Linked DNA regions of Mus musculus: region 2 is linked to region 1. A link is a contact called in public promoter capture Hi-C data. All regions are on one chromosome and are shown on one strand. Each heading gives the region's core, a stretch centred on a gene start, on an enhancer-like site or on the middle of the called end of the contact. The rest is flanking DNA. Distances are from core to core; before and after follow the strand shown. Region 1 holds the start of Czib (CXXC motif containing zinc binding protein). Region 2 has its middle 18 kb from the start of Scp2.

Region 1 (6,823 bases), core at 1,112-3,611:
TACCCAGACTCCACTCAGGTGCCCAGACACAGCCTGGGAAAGAGAGAGACCTGCACAGGTTTTAGTATTTCACACCTAGGTCCACCCCTTGACAACACAAGCCTGCTTCCAGTCACCCTGGAAGAGCCTGGTAGGCAGCACCCGACCTACCAATAGAGTTTTCCCGTGCACATAGCTTGCACTTCTGGACCATGGAGGCACTGCCTCGGCCTCCTTTCAGCGCCACGCTGTCCTGACAAGAAGCAAACAGAATTTCTAGTCATGTAACAGCTAGACGTAAGGGTCCCAGAGAGATCTCATCCCACCACCTCATCCAGTGGAACAGACTAAGACCACAGAAGTGAGTCACTTGCTGACAAGTGACAAGAGGGTTGAGGAGAGCTCAGTAGTAGAGCATGCTCAGTAGAGTAGTAGTAGAGATATGCAAAGCCCTGGATTCAATCCCCTGGGTGGGGCAGAAGCCTAAGGAGTCTTCCCCTGGTTGAGAAAAAAAGTCCCTCTTGATTTTGAACTCTGCCTCAAAGATGTCTGTTGTTCCCTGCGAGGGTCACATTGGTGCTCTCTCAACACCTGCCGTGCCCCCCCCCCCAAGTGGCTAAAGGAAAGAAAGATGAAATCCAATTTCCCCAATTTTCTGCCCAGGAGCATGTGGTAGGGACCATTACCATCAGCCGGATGTATTGCCACTTCTCTGAAATCTCACCACAGTTGCCACATTTCATCTTGGGGAAGGAAAAGAGTATTATTAGTTGAGCAGGTAGCTTCCTTAGACACAGGGGAAGGGGAAGCACGGTGTAAGGCCAGCTCATAGCCTACTGCCTTCTCTTAATTTATCTTAGATGCACTCTCACTGTGTAGCCCAAATGTGTTTGAACCTGAGATCTTCCTGCCTCTGCTTTCCAAGTACTGGGATACAAGTGAGTGCCTCTAGACCCATCCTATCTTCTAGGGGATTCTTACAGCATCCAATAGGGACATGAGCCGATTTATCTCCAAGTAAGAACAAGGTGTTTCTGATGTTGGCACCCCTGCCCTCCTCTAGAATCTGTGCCATTTGGCTGGGGACTCCAGGTTGTCTCAAGCCCCCAGCAACTCTGCTGGTTGGTTCTGTGCTTAGGGGTCCTGAGTCTGGGGTTAACGGGTTGTCATTTTGTTTCTGTTTCTCTCTCCTTTGTTATTCTGTGTTTCTTCAAGTCAAAGTTCTTCAGATGGGCCCTGGAACTCCTGCTCCAAACATTTTGAAATAGGAGCTGTGGGTGCGATGGTGTTGCACTTGTCTAGTGCTGGGGCGGGGGTGGCGGAATAAGAGTGATCAGTTATGGCTTTGGTTGGGTATGTGAGGCACTGAGATAGACTAGGAGAATAAAGCACAGCCTGGGACGATGAAGGGTGTCACACTGTTTGGGCCTCTAGGGCAGGGTACCTACCCAGTTTACTAGCACTGTGTGAGGTCAAAGGGTGGCCAACTTTCCCAATAAGTAAAGCCAGCAAATAAAACAAGGTGGGTTTATTCACTATATTAAGTAAGCACAGGGTCCCTTCAAATGATATTTTGTTCCGTGTATGTTTATAAACTAAGAGCTGGAAGGATTTCACATCAGGAGAGTGCTAGCGTGAGGCCCCAAATTCAGATATACCCGCCAGAACAGAAGAGGGATAAAACCACAAAACTCCACCGTGTGAGGAGGCCGAACATCTGTAATCCTAGTAAGAAGATCAGGAGTTCAAAGTCATCCCTCGCTACATAAAGAGCGCAAGGCCAGCCTAGATTACATAAGACTAACGTTTAATCAATAAAAATAAAATCTAAAATTCCATCCTGAAGATCTCACTTAGATGCCTGGTTAAGCACCTCAGACCCGGTGGAACTTTTAGAAAAGCTCCCAGTTCAACACTGTGATCAAGGCTGGGCCCTGAGCCCTAAGATGCCCCACTGCCTCCGGATGCTCCTCCCTTCCCTAGAGGAACCCGCCTTCCGTCGCACCTTCAGGTACCACCGGAAGTCCTCGCCCACTGGCCGAAGGTTCGTGACGTTCTCCAGCGTGGCTTTGAGCTGCAGTGCGATTTTCTGAGAAGAGGGCGGGACACGCTGAGTGCAAGGCCTCGTCCGCTCAGCTGCGTGCCACGCCCCACCCCGCCCCTCCCGACTCAAGCCCCGCCACCCGAGCCTCACGCCTTCCATTCTCTCCTGCTCTGAGCTCGCCACTCTGAGCCCCTCGCCGCCTCGGACCCATCTCTCACTGGGCTACTACCAGACGGGATGCCCCAATGGCGACTAGCCTCTCCTTACCCCCATAGCTGCCGGTCCACGTTAAGTCGCTGCGACAGCTGCTTTCCGACCCGTCGTAAAAGGCCGGCGTCGCCGCGCAGCCTCAGTGCGGGTGGGCGGGGAGCGGGGCGTTAGTGAGTGGTACTGTAGGCTGGCGTTTTCTAGCTTGTCCCTCCTTAACCTGCCGGGCTCGGCTGTTTTCGGTAGGTTTGCTGGAACCGATGTAAACGCAAATGCCAGAGATGGTTCCTGATTCTCAATCTGTGCCTTCACTGAGCAGGCAAGATAGTCGGGCTGGAAACCTCTGCCAGACCTCTCTAGGCTCTCGGTTCTCTATCCGACTTCTCACTACCTGTGGTCCTGAGGCTCAGATTACGCTGCAGCCTCCCAGATGATGGGTAGTCGCCCTCTAAACTGCCCACTGGATGTACACGATTTGATGCTGCGACTTTTCCCACAGGGTTGCCCTGTGTCCATGTCCTCGTGGTAGCTATGCCTGAACAGAGCTGACTTTCCCCCACCTTAGTCATATATTTAACCGACACTGCAGGAGCTGGGAGCACCAACATTCGAAAACATGCCCCATTTTTATTTTTTAGAGACAGGGTTTCTCTGTGTAATTATAGCCCTGGCTCTCCTAGACTCGCTTTGTAGACCTGGCTGGCCTCGAACTCAAAAGAGATCCACCTGCCTCTGCCTCTCGAATGCTGGGATTAAAGGCGTGTGTCACCATGCTTGGCTCCCACTTTTATGGCCCAGTCTTTTTAAATTTTATTTTGGTTTTGGCAGGTAGTATGTATGTGCTCCACATGCATGCAGCTCCCACCAAGGCTAAAAGAGGGCACCATAAATAACCCTCTTGTACCCTCCCCCCCCTCAGCCTGAAACCTGGCTGAACAGGTTTCACTGATAGCACGAAGAGAGCATGGGGGGGGGGGTTGGAGCCTGCCACCTTATCGTTCTACCACTCCCACTGCTACTGCCTGCCGCCTAGCAGTTCCGGAGTTAATCAAGTTGTCACCTGAAACTGGACTCCAAGGATGATTTGGCGGGAATGGGTTCCTTCCCCTTCTTCATAAACCAGTGCCTGGGAATAGTAAAATTGAACCTTGAGCAGACTAGTTGTCTTGGTTCCATTCTCTCTCCCGCCGCCTAGCTCCCTCTTCTCTTCCAGATTCCAAGATGCCTCCCAGGCTAGAACCCAGACATGTGAGCCGGCCGCAACACTCTGTGACACACTGATAGAGCCACCCTATGGATGTTAGGAACAGAAATGAGGTCATCTACTACAGCAGCAAGTTCTCTTAACCGCTGAGCCATCCCCCTGCCTGTTGGACACCACCAGACTGGTCTTTAAGTGTCTCAGAAGTCTGGCATCCTGACATGTCACATATTAATGATATCCCTAACGGAGTATGAAAAGTCTTGAGGATGCTTGGGACCTTGTCTCAGAATGGAATGTCTCTAAGGATATGTATTTAGGCTCGTGTCCCTTCAGACCAATGAACCCTATCAAGTCCCATTCCTTCTGATGCCATCTAATCAGCTATTTTCAGCAAGCCATGAAATTTAAGTAATGGCAAGAGAAAGTTCCTGCCAATCTACCTATTGAACAGTTTTCCTTCATACGGAAATAAAGGATATGTTAAAAAGCCCAGCCATTGGCTGGAGAGATGGCTCAGTGGTTAAGAGCACTGACTGCTCTTCTACAAGTCATGAGTTCAATTCCCAGTAACCACATGGTGGCTCACAACCATCTGTAATGGGATCTGATGCCCTCTTCTGGTGTGTCTGAAGATAGCTACAATGTACCCATATACATAAATAAAAAATAAATGCCCAACCACAATAAAATTTTATGCCCAAGAAGCTATGAATGCTAGTCAGGTGTTTTACTACTGAGCTATAACTCCAGCAATTAGTCATCTTGTAAATCTTCAGGGTTTCCATTTCCCTTGAAACTTAAAAATCCAGGTTGAACTATGTGTGGTGGCACCTGCCTAAAATCCCAGCACTTGGGAGACAGATCCCAAGTTCAAAGTCATCCTGGACAGGAAAGGGAGGGGAGGCGTGGTCAAAACAAAACCCAGGTACCTTGTCCTAGAATATTGCTAATGGGGTTCTCAACTTCAATGTATTGAAAAAAATATTCAGCAGTGTGTGTGCTAGCGCACACCCATGGCACAGCAAAGGGGTGGAAGTTCTGAGTCAGTTCTTGCCTTCCACCTTGCTCAGACAGGATCGCTTTCTGCTCCTGGGTGGCTTAGTCCAGGCCCAGCATAGGTCCCAGGGCTGTGGGTAGTGGTCAAGTTTATGCATTAAAGCTTTTCCTGCCAGAACCATCTCCTTGGCCCTCACTGAATTTTTAAACCTTTCCCCATCATTTCCTGTAAATGGCAGTTCTTAGTTGCTTAGGTTTGTTTTTTTCTTTGCTTTGTCAAGTCTCCCACAGAATGTTTGTATCTTACAGACTGAGAATTCACATATTCAGGTGTTTAGAAAAATAACAAAAAAAGATGTTATCGCATTTATTAAAGATCATCATTTATTGTTTATAAAAATTGCCCCAATATACAGAAAAAAAATCCTAATTATGGTAACTAAAAACTCCCACCCGCCTTGTGTCCACAATATCCAATATCTAGATTGGTTTAATCTTGAAGTGTAATCCAATCAGACTGAAGACTAAACACTTCAGGTCCTGGACAAGATAATAAAATACTCGCAAGCCTTCCGGATCCCTAAAACACAAAAGAAAACCAAAATGTTTAAGAAGCAGAGGAAAACTGGCAAATACCAAAAAAAAATTAATAACCCCGATTACTATAAAAATGCTCCTTATAAAGATATTTACAGTAATAAACCCTGAGGAAGCACATGTCCATTAACAAGGGCCACTTACTAAAATGATATATTAGGAAGCCATGCTGTTTTTACTGTGAAAATATATAAAGTTTAGGGGAAAAACTGTGATTTCTAAAACAGATTTTGTCTCTTGTGCTTTTAAAACAAAACTATACATAGAGCTGGAAACCAGGTCAGTGATGGATAGATGCTCTATGTTCAACTCCTAGTACCACAAACCTAAACAAAGAGTTCTACCTCCACCCCAACACAGGGTGAGGGGGCTAAAAGTTGTTTGTTTTTGAGGCTGGGTCTTGTTATATATATACACACATCAGAATGGCTCAATCATGAGATTCCTATGTTGTTTCTTTAAAACAAAATCTGAATTGTTTGGTTTTATCAATGAAGCCTCCAAGAGCCAGATACTGGAGTGAAAGCTCAGAGGGGCAGAGAAAGCGCCCAGCTGACGTTCCTCATCAACCAATGTCCTAGAAGCGTCTCCGAAGCTCCTCCTTCAAACTGGATGCCCCTCCCTTCTACGTCCTGCACCTCTCAGCTCTCCCAACTCCCTGTTACTCTCTAGTTTTTTCCTATGTTCACTCTCTGTCAACTGATTGCTCTGCCTTTTGGCCTATGGTCGACTTAATCATGTTTATAATATTCAAGCGGAAAGCTCCTGGATTACAGGTGTGTGCTAAGGCTGAGCCACACCACACCTAAAGGCAGGGTATTTCAAAGTAAGTAACACAATCTCGGGTTCGCAGCGTGAGCTGATCTTCTGCGCTATTCCTCCCGAGTACTGGAGATTACAAGCATGCACCACCTGCCTCAGCTCCTGGTGCTCTCTAAGACTAAGACATTACACGTGGAGATGTTAGGTAGAGCTGGGCAGAGGAGACACACATGCTTCTATTCAAAGTTCAAGGCTGGCCTGACCACTATAGCTGAGTTCCTGGACAGTCATAGCTAGATAATAAGAGCCTTTCTGAAACCAAAAAGATGTTATCACTGGCTGTCTATTAAGGATATGAAAGAACTCCCCCTTTCTCTTTTCTATAGCTCCTGTATTTTCTACAATGACCATCTATTGTTCTAAGAGTTGAAGAAGAAAATTTAAAGTAGCAAGCAGCACTGACAAGTGTGTCCAGAAAGCAGAGAGCCTGCCAAATTCTAAGGTTCTTTATAGCAAATAGAATCACATCCTAGTGTTAGAAGTCACACCATTGGCAACATGCATTTTAAAACTTAGATGCAAGATTTCAAATTTCACCAAGACTAAGATGAGCTAGTCCGAACAGTCAGCACAGAGAAGCTGTTCGCCCAGTGAGGGTCACACAGCACTGTGTGGCCTCATGTCATTTCCTCTTCTGGTTGTCACTACACATTCCTCCATGTCACTGAGAAGCAGCTGTCACTATTTATTCTTCCATGTCACTGAGAAGTAGTAACTACATTAACTACAAGAAGCAACTTCTGAAAATACAACTGGCCCAACTCTATCTGCATTTGTGGGCTCAGCCATGAGTGGATATAGTTAGGTCTATGGGGTTTCCAACTGTCACATGTATGTTCAGACATTTTCTCTTATCATTTCCTAAGCGATACATTATAACGGCTATTTCCCAGAATTTGGTTTTATAAAGATGACTTATATGGGAAGTACATAGGCTTCAAGCAAACATGACACTAATTTATATAAGGAAATTA
Region 2 (6,823 bases), core at 1,114-3,613, 250 kb before region 1:
GATTGCCCCCATGGTGGGTTATTATGATTTGGTCAGCAAAGTAATAGTACATTAACGTCACAGCTATTAATGTCAGGGGAATTCTCGCAACAAGGTCAGGGTGGTTTGTGGTCTTTGTCAGAATTCAATGTGGGGCAGGGGTGCAGGAGAATTGCTAATCTTGTTATGGCTATTTCTCTGAGAACAACTAATATTGTTTTGGTAGCTGCAAGCTTAATCATTTTGACCGCTAAAACTATGTTTTTTTTTTTTTTTTTAAAGATTTATTTATTTATTTATTATATGTAAGTACACTGTAGCTGTCTTCAGACACTCCAGAAGAGGGAGTCAGATCTCGTGATCGGATGGTTGTGAGCCACCATGTGGTTGCTGGGATTTGAACTCCTGACCTTCGGAAGAGCAGTCGGGTGCTCTTACCCACTGAGCCATCTCACCAGCCCCTAAAACTATGTTTTTACATTTGTTTAGTCAGCCAGCTTCCTTATCTGGCTTTGCACTTGGCCTGCTAGTACAGTTAGTTTGGAAAGTCCTTTTCGAAGGGGGAAGGTACTGGGTGGTCTTGAATTCATTTTGGATATTACATTCCCCCCTTTTTCCCAGGTACATTTCAATCCTGAAATGATATCTCACTTTGTTACCGTTACTGATATTGTTGTCTGAGCATCAAAACTTGTACTGTATTTAAACAATCAAGGATACATGGGCCAAAGGTTAAGAACAAAAACAGAATAAGAAGGGATGGTAAACAGGACTAGGCAGGGACCCTTCCAACGAGGCTTGAGGGTCTCAGCATGATACAGGTGCATGTAGATCAGATCTCCGACCTGGAACTGGTGAGCTGTCTTTGGGGTACCCGGCTCATTCGTTGTAGCCAGTTGTGACCAGACTTTCTGCATTACCTGCAAGCCTTTTAACTTAGCATACAGATCATTATTACAACAAAATATGGTTTCAAACACATCATTTTTAGACAGTGATGGGCATGGGAGCCCCATAAAGGATCTCAAAAAGAGTAAGGCTGAATCAAGAGGGAGAATTTCTAGTTCTAAATAGGGCATGGGGAAGGAGCACCAAGTCTGCACCAATCTCCACGGTTAATTTTGTCAAGGTCTCTTTTAGAGTTCTATTCATTCTTTCTATCTTTCCTGAGCTCTGAGGTCTGTACACACAATGGAATTTTCATTTGACCTCTGAATACTTGGCCACACCTGACTTACCTGAACAACAAAGGCAGAGCCATTACCTGACCCTATTGCTTTTGGCCCTCCAAACCTTGGGAAATTTTCTTTAATAATCTTCTTGATGACTATCTGAACAGTCTCGTTTTTTACAGGGAAAAACTTTTATCTATCTCAAGAACATATCTACAAAAGCCAGAAGGTAGTAATGCCCATATTTTCCTCAGTAAAGTCTACTTTCCAGTAGATGCCAGGTCTGTCTCCCCGGTACCTCTTTCCTGGATCCACCATGGTGTGGCAGACATTGACTCTTTGGCAGGGCACACACTTGTGCACCACCTGCTTCACAAGGTGTTTTAACCCTGGTACATGATACTTAGTTTTGGAGAATGTCTGGATGAGCTTGCTTACCCCTAATTGAGTCCATTGCTGTATCTGTTTGACCATAGCCTCTGCTTGTCTTTATGGCAGGATTTTTTTCTCCTGGAGGTGTGACTGGAATCTTTGGAAATGAGGGCTAAGTCCTCTGATATGTAGGCAAACTCAGGCTCCATTGCCAGTAGCACCACCAGCAGGGCCATGGCTGTACTTGCTCATGCCTCTCTGTCACGTTGTTGCCCCTTGCTATCAAGGTATTTCTCTTCTGGAGACTAGGACAGTGGATGATGTTTACCTTGGCAGGGTCGTGGAAGGCCTCAGTAGAGCCAGTATTTCTTCTTTGTTCTTAATTTCTTTTCTTCCCGACATCAGTAGACTCTTCTGTTGATATATGGCTTCATGGACATGGGCTGTGGCAAAAGCATACCTGCTATCCATGTAGATGTTGAGCCTTTTTCCTTTTCTTAGTGTGGGTGATCGGTTCTTCCTTTTGAGCTGATGTGTCTTCTGGCAGGGCCTGTCCAGCTACCACAGCTGCTCTAGATAGTTGTTTTAGTCTGTGAACCAGGTAACGTCTGTACCCTCTAGTAGCTGGTCTGTCAGATCTCCATGCCATCTATGTGTCTCAGCAAGAACCTGCTGACAGTCTAGGTGTGGGAGCAGGGTAGCTGAGTTCAGACTTGTCGGGGTGGGGGGGGGGCAAAAGTGACTCTATCAGAGTTGAACCACAGGGTCTGGGAATGAGTCATGTGAGCCATGATTGGGGCTGAACCACACTTTCTAGGCGTGCGGTGCTGAGATCACCAGGTTCTGTCCCAAAGCCAATATATCTGTGTCCTTGACCAGTATAGTAGCCACTGTGTGTAAGCAAGCAGGCCATCCCGCAGTCACAGGATCTAATTTCTTAGATAAGTATGCCACAGGTCTCTTCCAGGGCCCGAATCTCTGAGTAAGAACCTCTTTGGCAATACCTTTGTTCTCAGTCACATCTGGGAGGCCAAAAGCTGGAGCTGACATTAGGGCAGTCTTAATGGCATCAAAGGCCTGTTGTTCTTTTTTTTTTTTTTTTTTTTTTTTTTGAGACGGGGGTTTCTCTGTATAGCCCTGGCTGTCCTGGAACTCACTTTGTAGACCAGGCTGGCCTCGAACTCAGAAATCCACCTGCCTCTGCCTCCGGAGTGCTGGGATTAAAGGCATGTTCCACCACGCCCGGCAGCTGTTTATCTTTTTAATTCAGCAAAACCTGGAATCCACAATCTGCAAAAGCCTTCAGTGCCCAGGAACTTTTCTAACTTGTTTTGCACTGGTCGGTGGGGGATATGAAACACAGTCTCTTTTCTAGCTTCTTTGACAGGTAGGCCACCGGCCTCTTCTACGGACTCAGCTTCTGTGTTAGGACCCCTTTTGCTATCCCTTCACTTTTAGCCATGAACAGGTGGAAGGGTTTGGTCATGAGGGGGGATCCTCTTCTTTTTCTCTGGGGCAGTCTCTCACCCAGTGCCCTTTTCCTTTAAAGTCAACACATTGATCTTTAGCCAAAAGCTTTCTGTAGTTGCCAGGAACTATCTAAGTTCTCTAGTTTCTCTGACTACTGTGGCCAGCATTTTCTCTTATTCCTTTTTAATTCCCTGGCTCCCTGTTCCTTATAGATCATTCCCAAGTGCTAGCATTATCAGCATGTGCCACTTTGCCGGGTTGTAGTCTTTGTTATTTACCTCTCTTTGCTCCTGATTCCTAACTGTAAAAGATCTCATACAATGTTCTATCTATCTATCTATCTATCTATCTATCTATCTATCTATCTATCTATCTATCTATCTATCTTTTGTTCCTCCTCCTTGACTTTGCTTCCTTTGGATGTTACCTAATTATCACGTCCCTATCCTGTCACTCATTTTCTCTCATAGTTTGCCTCTACCCTGGTTTATCCTTCTGCCTCACTGCACATCTCTGATTCTGACTCTGGTCTCTGTCAGCCTCATGTTTCCTCAACTCTTCCTCTTGCCTGTCTCTTACTTACTGGTTCCTCCTCTAAATATTTCTCATTCAGAGTATCTCTCTCATCTCAGACCTCTCTAATCTCCTTCATCTCTATTTTCACTTCTCCTCACTGTTAACCTCTCTATTTGCCACTGTCATTCATCTCTCCTGAGTCTGCTGAAGCTTTGCTCTTAGCTCCCTTCTTTCCAGACCTCTATTGTTCCTTCATTTCTCCTCCTCTGCACTTTCTTATCAACTTACGCTAACTTTCTTACTGACTTACCCTGTGCTTCTCCTAACTTCTGTAACTTCCTCCTACCTTGGTCAACTTGTTGGGGCACTTTCTAGCCCCACAGAGACAAGACCCCCATCAGAGCCTGGCGGTTAGACTTGCAGGTGCTCCTTACATTGGACAGGGGAAGCCCCAAGTGGGCGGATGCCTCTCTCGCTGGAGCTTGGAAGAGACTCATGGCCAGCAGGGAGCCCCCCCCCCCCCCCAGAAGACACACGGGGCAGGGAAGGGAGCCCAGCTCTCACAGAGGTGCTGGGCCACTGACATCTCAAAGTGAAAGCACTTTTTCTGCTGCTAACAAGAGATGGGATGCAGGGGAAAGGGAAACACCATTAGGCAAGTATGAAAAGCAACCAGGGCAATGAACACCATAGGACACTCCTGGCCGGCCACTCCCACAGCCTCCTCTATCTCCTCTTCAGCAGCCACAACATCCAGGGCCACTGACTTCTCAGGGACCACCCCTCTTTTGCTCTGGGTTTTCTGAGCTCGTTCTTCCCTAGGTTCCAGGTCTGTGGGCAGGGCCACTGCTCCCTGGAGTTGGAGTGGGAGGCAGGGCAGCTGAGGATTTGAAAGGAAGTGGTCAGCATAGGGATCTGACTGGATTCTTAGGCTTATTCCAGGGGGCATAACTCAAAAACAGTCGTCAGTCGTTAGTCCAAGTCCGAACACAAAGAGACACACAAGACACACACATAAATCATTTTCAGGCAACCACCATAGAATCACAGTATCACAGAAAATGACAAACACAAACAAGACCAATACGGGGCTTCTTACACGCGATTTCCAAAGAAGCCTGACACTATCTGTTCCAGGCATATACTGAACCCTAGCTGCTGCTGGGTTGAGAAGGACTGTTTCAGATCCAACTTCCCAGCTTGACACCGGCGCGTCCTCCAGTGTTATGGCCTGAGACATTTTGGCACATCTGCCTGTCACTGCAACCACCCCAAATGGGTCCCTCTCCATGAGAAGGCCCCCAAAACCTAAGACTGGCCTAAAACCAAACCAAGATAACCAGTTGTCTTCTTGGGACCAAAACCAGACCTGAAACCAGACAAACCAAAAGCAAAACAGAATCAGAAGGTGGTCTAATGGAGGACACACAAGTGAACAAGACAGACAGACAGACACACAGACAGACACACAGACAGACAGGAAGGGATTCCACTTTACCTCCAATGTGCTGTGTCTGTGTCCCCCTGAGGAGGGTCTTCCCGGTCAATGCACCAAATGTTGTAGTTCATCAAAAGACCCTTACTCACAAGGATCACATAGACTGCTACCATCGCTGCAAAACCCATGAGGATTTTTATTATTCTAACATGTTGGGGACTTCCCTCCCAGCACTCAGGCCAGAGGAGAGACCAAGAACAAAGAAAGAAAACACTTTTTATACCTTTGTAAGGGGCAGATTTGAGCAACAGGGTTCTCATTGGTGTCATTGGTTGGTTTGTATAGTGACTAAGTAACCCTTTGGCCTAGTAACTCACTTTGCTTGCCCCCATGGTGGGTTATTATGATTTGGTCAGCAAAGTAATAGTACATTAACATCACAGCTATTCTCGCAACAAGGTCAGGGTGGTTTGTGGTCTTTGTCAGAATTCAATGTGGGGCAGGGGTGCAGGAGAATTGCTAATCTTGTTATGGCTATTTCTCTGAGAACAACTAATATTGTTTTGGTAGCTGCAAGCTTAATCATTTTGACCACTAAAACTATGTTTTTACATTTGTTTAGTCAGCCAGCTTCCTTATCTGGCTCTGTACTTGACCTGCTAGTACAGTTTGGAAAGTCCTTTTCGAAGGGGAAAGGTACTGGGTAGTCTTGAATTCATTTTGGATATTACAAGCCATCTCTCCAGCCTGTCTTTCTTTCCTGAAGTCTGAGATTAGCAACAAGCTATGACAAGGCTTCCAGATATTTAGAAGAGGCTGAAGAACAATACAGAAATACTTACCCTAAAAATATTTCTTCTAAAGTAAATAAGAAAAGGGAGATCAGGGCCTAGAATTAAAAATGGGTCTAGGTGAATTCAGGGAAATGTAAAGGTGGGCATGGCCACTCCCTCATTCCTACTGAGTATGGTACTAGAAGTCTTAGCTAGAGTCTTAGAGAAGTAAAAGATAGGTCACAGTGCTGGCACAGAAACAGACACATCAATCCATAGACTGGCATTGCTGACCCAGACACAGGCAACATAACTACAGCCACTGAGTGACAGAGATGCAAAAAATATGCACTGGAGAAAAGACAGTGTCTTCAACAAATTACACTCCCACCATATAGCTACATGTAGAAGATGTTGTCCTTATAAAAGTTGCCTTGGTCATGGTGTCTATTCACAGCAATGAAACCCTAAATAAGACATCTGGCAATTAGACATCAGGCCATGTGGTAGGAAAGAAATCACTCTATTCAAGTGCTGGGTTTAGAGAATATTGTTCTCAAAGCTCTGTCTTAGAGAGCTCAAGAGCACACACCCCCCCTTTTTTTCTCAACATAATATTTTTTATCGATTCTTTGGGAATTTCACATCATGAACCCCAATCTCATTCATTCCCCAGTTTTCTATGTCCACCCCCACCTGTGTAACATTCCCTGCAAAAGAAAACAAAAACAGGGCTGGAGAGATGGCTCAGGGGTTAAGAGCACTGACTGTTCTTCCAGAGGACTTGAGTTCAAATCCCAGCAACCACATGGTAGCTCACAACCATCTGTAATGAGATCTAATGTCCTCTTCTGGTGTGTCTGAAGACAGCTACAGTGTACTTATATAGAATAAATAAATAAATGAATGAATGAATGAATGAATGAATAAATAAATAAATAAATCTTAAGAAAAAGAAAACAAAAGCAAAACAAAACTATATCACTAACCCCTCTGGGCAATGACCTGTCCTCTATCAACCCCAGCCTCCTCTCATGCCAGTCACAGGCCACTCAGCTTCTCCATCTTTCCAGCCTCTCTCACATATGAAGTGTTGGAGTCCA

Evidence for each region. Promoter capture Hi-C pulls out the DNA fragments that hold promoters and counts their contacts.
Region 2: a promoter capture Hi-C map of liver shows a contact between it and region 1, with 2.4 times the contacts expected there. The contact joins the enhancer-like site here to the promoter of Czib in region 1. A contact is called at or near these places in 12 of 39 promoter capture datasets (the 3T3-L1 cell line, the C10 cell line, embryonic stem cells and 7 more), 6 of 484 Hi-C or Micro-C datasets (the CH12 cell line, the HL-1 cell line, bone marrow-derived macrophages and 2 more), 10 of 115 datasets of contacts at active chromatin or transcription factors (the NIH/3T3 cell line, bone marrow-derived dendritic cells, bone marrow-derived macrophages and 7 more) and 3 of 9 other capture datasets (adipose tissue, liver and pancreatic islet).

The regions. Positions count from the first base shown.
Region 1 is chr4:107,885,364-107,892,186 of GRCm38.p6, reverse strand. Czib (CXXC motif containing zinc binding protein) reads right to left here and starts at 2,361. Exons shown (of 8, transcript NM_001347160.1): 1 at 2,291-2,361; 2 at 1,985-2,068; 3 at 666-722; 4 at 151-232. The coding sequence starts at 2,296. Magoh (mago homolog, exon junction complex core component) reads right to left here. Exons shown (of 5, transcript NM_001282737.1): 5 at 4,763-5,010. The coding sequence ends at 4,911.
Region 2 is chr4:108,132,686-108,139,508 of GRCm38.p6, reverse strand. It overlaps a transcript of Scp2 not described here. Among named protein-coding and RNA genes, the nearest start is that of Scp2, 18 kb to the right of the region's middle. Within about 2 kb of position 2,363, at least 5 of the 459 cell types and tissues checked have an H3K27ac peak or open chromatin away from gene starts, as enhancers often do. A contact at or near this core is called in liver, where this site is marked.